2 separate regions of the Rattus norvegicus genome follow, and region 2 is linked to region 1. Evidence: chromatin contacts called from public Hi-C data. All regions are on one chromosome and are shown on one strand. The core of a region is the stretch at or near the end of the contact, and the rest is flanking DNA. Distances in the headings are between cores, read along the strand shown.

Region 1 (2,760 bases), core at 119-2,618:
CATCTCCCTGGAAAAGAAGTGGAAAGAAAGCAATGTCTGTAATGTAGAAGGCAGCGAACTCTGTGTGCTCTTGCAAGATGCAGAGAGCTTTCCTCATGTGGGACTTTTCCCGGGGAGACAGCGCACAAGTGAATTTTGGCCCCAGATAGGGGGTAGTTTTGTTTGTTTTCACAACTTGATTCAGGCCAGTGGGAAGAGAGAACTTCAACTGAGAAAATGCTTCCTTCAGATTGGCCTACAAGCAAGTCTGTGGGCTATTTCCTTGATTTGTGATTGATGGGAGAGGGCTCAGCCCATGGAGGCCATGATGCCACTGGGCAGGTGGCCTTGGGATGAAAGCAGGCCTAGCAAATCACGAGGAATGAGGTATTAAGCAGACCTCCATGGTCTCTGCTTCAGTTCCTACCGATGGGTACCCACTCTCAGCTCTTGCCCTGACTTTTCTCAGTGCTGGAGTAGGACCTGGGAGTTTTCTGATGAGATAAATCCTTTCCTTCCCAATTTGCTTTTAATCATGGCCTTTATCACATCAATAGAAAGCAAACTAGAGGGCTGGAGAGATGGCTCAGTGGTTAAGAGCGCTGACTGCTCTTCCAGAGGTCCTGAGTTCAATTCCCAGCAACCACATGGTGGCTCACAACCATCTCTAATGGGATCCGATGCCCTCTTCTGGTGTGTCTGAAGACAGCTACAGTGTATTTATATACAATAAATAAATCTTAAAAAAAAAAAGAAAGAAAGAAAGCAAACTAGAACAGAAGGTGCATAAAATTTGCTCCCTGAGCACAGATATACATTTAGGTTTTCTTTCCCCCTAGATACTTCTGCCTAAGAGGAGCTGCCCAGGGGATGGGCTGGAGTGTGTGCTAGTACCTGGACTGTCATTGAATAGCTACCACTTCATCTGAGTGAGTTCGTCTGGACCACCAACTTTTAGAAGGCGAGATCATACCCATCTTACAGACAAAGAAACAGAGGCCTAAAGCAATCAAGTGCCTCACCTGGAACCCTTGTGACTAGGAAGGGACAGAAGAGGCACAGCACGTTGTTGCGATGGGTAGGGCTTCCCTGTAGGTCTGAGGTGACAGAGGTTCCTTGGTTCCTTAGGACCGAGACCTGTAGGATAAAGGGCTATATAATCTTTCTACATCCCTGGGTCACAGGAGATAGATCACAAACCCCAACTCTTCTTAAAAGAGGCTGTAGGTGCTGAGGTAAATCCCTGAAGCGTCCTCCTGCAGCAGCCCTGAGTCTGGGGCTGTGAGGAGCCTGCATTAGGATTTGCTGTAGAATTTCACCTGACCTCTCTTTGGCTGAGAAACCAAGACTAGAGTGAAGTGTGCTTCCCACAGCCCAGTGGATCTTTCCCTAGACCAGAACTTGATCAGCCAGGGCTCCTCAAGCACACAGGCTCCTGGGGTTGTTTAGTAAAGGATCACTGGCACCTCCTTGTCCCTTCCCAAGAGGTGTCTTTCCTCTTGTCCCCTTCCCGCTCCAGCCACAGGCCACCTCCGCTACAGCAAGGGAAGAGTTGAGAGAGTGTGGGAGAAGCAGTCAACCAGCTGGGGTGGGGTGGGGTGGGGTGGTAAGGAACGTGCCTCCTTAAGATGCTAAGACTCCGGGGTCAGGCTGTCTCACAGGAAGCTAGGCCTCCGCCCTTCCCCTCAAGCTTCCTATTAAAAATAACGGATGCTTCCTGAAGCGTTCCCATGTGGCAGGAAGGCTCAGCTCAGAGCTGCCAGGTTACCACCAAGATTCCTTCTGTTTTGCAATGGATAGGATAGGGAGGTCCCATTTCTGCCTTTCTGCCTTACCTCCTCTCCCTCTTCATCATCTCTGCCTTCTTTCTATTCAGAATTCCCGATAGAAGGCCTTCTAAGCTACTCTTTGCGCTACAGTGTGGGGGAAAAAAATCACCAATAATATGTCAGGTAATTCAATGGCAAGCAGACTGGAAAAAGTTGTAACTACTGTGTATTTGGTTTTTGCTCTTTTCTGTTCTGAGAAAAGTTATCATGGCAACGAATGGTTTCCCTTGCGATTATATTCAATTTCAAAAACAAGTTTAAGAGCAACTTAAGTGCTCACAGGGCGTGTGGCTGTTTCCAGAGCCATGAAGAGGGGCTTAAACGTGGGAACAAGCATCCTAGCTGCTGATCCTGGACCTTGTGCATTATGAGCACGTGGGCTAATTGTGTGACCTTTGAAAAAGCCACACTCAGGTTTAAGGGATGGTTCAGCACCCTGCACTGGTGAAAACCTTCTCATGCAGAGAGGCTTGGCTTTGCCTGTCCTGTAGGACATGTGCCTAACCTCATTTCTGTTTCCTTTGGGGGATGGGTGTGGGGGGAATGGGTGGCGGCGGCGGTGTTTGTTTTTGTGTTTTACATAAGCTTTCCTTCTGTAGCTTAGGCTGGCCTGGAACTTTCTAGGTAGCTGGGGCTGGTTTTGAACCTACAGAAATCCTCAGAGTACAGGTACGAGCTCCTGTGTTTATCTGACAGTTATTTCAAGGAGGATATTTCAGTTCCCTCACTCTTTTCCCTTCTTGCCAAGGTCGTGCTCAGACTCCGAGCTAGAGGATAAAGAGAACATCTCACAGGTTTTTGCACCTAATAACTTGTCAGCTACTGAATAGCGCTGAAGGAAACGCTTGAGCTTTGAATCGCCTACGCCCTTGGCGCCACCTGCTGGTCACATCACGCCAATGCAGGTCTGTTCAGGGGAGAATCCTGAGAACCCTGAGAATCCTGAGCCAAT
Region 2 (2,760 bases), core at 123-2,622, 180 kb before region 1:
AAACTGCTAAAAGGAAACTTCATTTGACTTTCCAAATTCCACAATGTACTGTATCTACCAAGTCACATCCCCTATCACTCAAATCCCAAAATTCCATCATTTCAGAAAGCATATCATTGTCCTCTAAATCCTTTCATTTTTTTTAAACGGTAAAACCCAAATACTAACCCGATTTTATGTAACCCGATTTCAAACATTTTGGTCTATGTACTTCCAATGCATCCATGCCAAAATAACTTAAGCGTATGTTATGAGGCAAGGGTCTTTAGCAGTAATCATTTACTCTGATCGCTTAGTACTTACTCTAAGAGCTCTCTGCACATCAACTATTTCCCATCTCGTTCTCAAAGGCTTAAGCCAAATACTCTCCATTAGACCCATTTTTCAGATTAGGAAGATGAAGCACCAAAATCGTGCCCAAGGTCACAAACCGGTGGGGCAGGATTTGAATCAAAGCAGGAGGACAGAGTTCGGAGCCCAAGCTCCAAATGCTTTAACGAGTTAACATTTCACCCTGGACAGTCGCCTATCAAGAAATGGTAAATGTTCAACGCTAAGAACAGCAGTTAGATGCCCTGTCCTGCATCCACGTTCAGGGTTTCCATGACTTTGACAAATCAGCTAGATGGCCTCGTTTTCCAAATGCACAAATGTGACTCTTCTGCCAGGGTAAACAAATTCTGTATCTTTCCAGGAACGGACGGTCCGCAGCGGCCAGGGCGTGCACACTAAGTTGCATCTGGGAGCGTGGAGGAAGGACCCCGAACTATCCCGCAAAGGAAGCTGGGCGGAGCAAGGCTTAGGCTTAAAGGCTGGAGCGGCCCAGGCGGGCGTCCGCGCGCTCGCTCGTGGCGACATAAACAAGGGAGGAGGCTGCGTTCTTCCCCGCACAATAAAGGCGCGGGTCCGGGGGAGGCCACCCTCCCAGAGCCGCCGAGGCAAGGCCGGACCGCGGCCCGCGCAGCGCGCGGCTGACCTCCGCCATGTTGGCCGTACACCGGGCCGCACAACAAAGACTGAGCGAGGGCGCGGGCCATAGCTTCGGCGCGCCCGCCCGCCCTCCGCCTCCCCTCACCGCCGCTCTCGGCTGGGCCCGCCCGGAGAGGCCGAGACAAAGGCGCCGCGGCTCCGCAAGGGGACCCGCCAGCCCTCCCCGGGCCGCAGCCGGCTCCTCCCTCCAGGCCGCCCGCTTACCTGTGGGCGGAGAGCGCGCCGCGGACCCCGGCCCCGTCTAACGCGCCCGGTCGCCAGCTGCCGCCGCCGCCACCGCCGCCACCGCGGACCGCGCCTCCACCTCTCCCGGCGCCGAGACCGACGGGACACCCTGGGCCGCCGCCCTCGAGAGCGCGCCCGCCCGGCAGCCCGGCTTCCCTGCCGCCGCCGCCGCCGCCGCCCCGCGCGCTCTCGAGCTCGCCGCGCGCGCCCGCTAAGTACCACACACTGCGGCGGCCGCCATGAGCGGGCGCGCGCAAAGAGCCCGGCTGGGAGGGGCTTCCGACGGCCGCGCAGGCGCAGAAGCGGCTGGCGGCTGCGGCCCGCGCGCGTACCGCGCTACTGGTTCCCGCGGTGGCGGTTGGCGTCGAGACGCTTCGGTTACCGGAGCTGCACCCCGAGCATCCCCGCGAGGCGGCCGTGCTGTCTCGGGCCCTTCCTATGGAATTGACTTGGTTTTGCGCCGGCCTCTCCCGGGGCCCGCGGCCTGTAGCGGCCGCCACGACCCCACTGCTGGAGGAAGAGAGGGCCGCGCCTCCCGGTAGGCTAGTTGAAAGCTGGCCAGTTAGAAGCACGCCTTTAACTCCACTTCCCCACTTATCTGGGACGCTCCTCGTTGGGGACTGTCCATCCTGCTACTTTAGATTAAAAAGCAGCCGGGCACTAGGGAAGCAGAACCAGGATCTTCACAAGTTTGGGGCCAGTCTGCTCTATGTAGAGGGTTCTAGGACTTCACGGTGAGATGCTGTATCCAAAATAAATGAAGACCCCCATCTTAAGAGCTAGGCGTGCATTCGTGAGGAGTTCTTGCCTAGGATAAGACTCAGTTCCTAGTTGCCAGTGAAGGGGTAGAAGCCTTTAAATTCGATTCTGTGGTGTGAGATTCTTGGGAGGTCAGAGGACCACTTGTGGGGTGCTGGGGGTGGAGCGCGAGTGGTCCGCCTTGGTGGCAGGGCCTCTGCTAAGCCATCTCACAGAGTTGGTTACAGTCTTTTGATGGATTCCTCTGTCTGACTAAGTTAACGGAATGTCAGGCATTTACAAATCCTGAGCGGATTTTCAGGGAAGAACTGTAGAAATGCAATGCTGTGAGGAAAGTACTTTTTCTATGGGATTTCAAGGAACCAAGAAAGTCCCCTCTCAGCCTTTCCATCAGCACAAACTCCCGCCCCCCCTTCTAGAACCCAAATGTGTTCTCAAACAATGTTCAGCTTTCCTCAACATATTTGTAATATGTGCCTGTGCTGATACCTCATCAGCCTTCCTCTGAGACCATTAGCACATCCAAACAGTTGAAAACGTTACTAAATTAATTAGATAAATAGATGCACCACATACTATTAATCTGTTGGTCCGCTAAACTCAAAAGCCAGATAAATAGCTTGCATTATGTAGGTCCATGAAGATTGTCGATATTGGTTATCTTCATTTCTTTTTTGTTTTTTTTTTGTTGTTGTTGTTTTTTTGGTTTTTTTTTTTTTTTTCCGGAGCTGGGGACCGAACCCAGGGCCTTGTGCTTGCTAGGCAAGCGCTCTACCACTGAGCTAA

The links. Hi-C and Micro-C count contacts between places; a contact is called where the count stands out from the background.
Region 2: a contact with region 1 is called in a Hi-C map of Schwann cells, with 7 times the contacts expected there. The contact joins the promoter of Siah1 here to the enhancer-like site in region 1. A contact is called at or near these places in 2 of 12 Hi-C or Micro-C datasets (Schwann cells and frontal cortex).

Annotation. Positions count from the first base shown.
Region 1 is chr19:36,375,304-36,378,063 of GRCr8, reverse strand. No RefSeq gene overlaps it. Among named protein-coding and RNA genes, the nearest start is that of N4bp1, 20 kb to the left of the region's middle. Within about 2 kb of position 1,368, at least 16 of the 93 cell types and tissues checked have an H3K27ac peak or open chromatin away from gene starts, as enhancers often do.
Region 2 is chr19:36,550,777-36,553,536 of GRCr8, reverse strand. It overlaps Siah1 (siah E3 ubiquitin protein ligase 1), which reads right to left and starts at 1,372. Exons shown (of 2, transcript NM_080905.2): 1 at 1,195-1,372.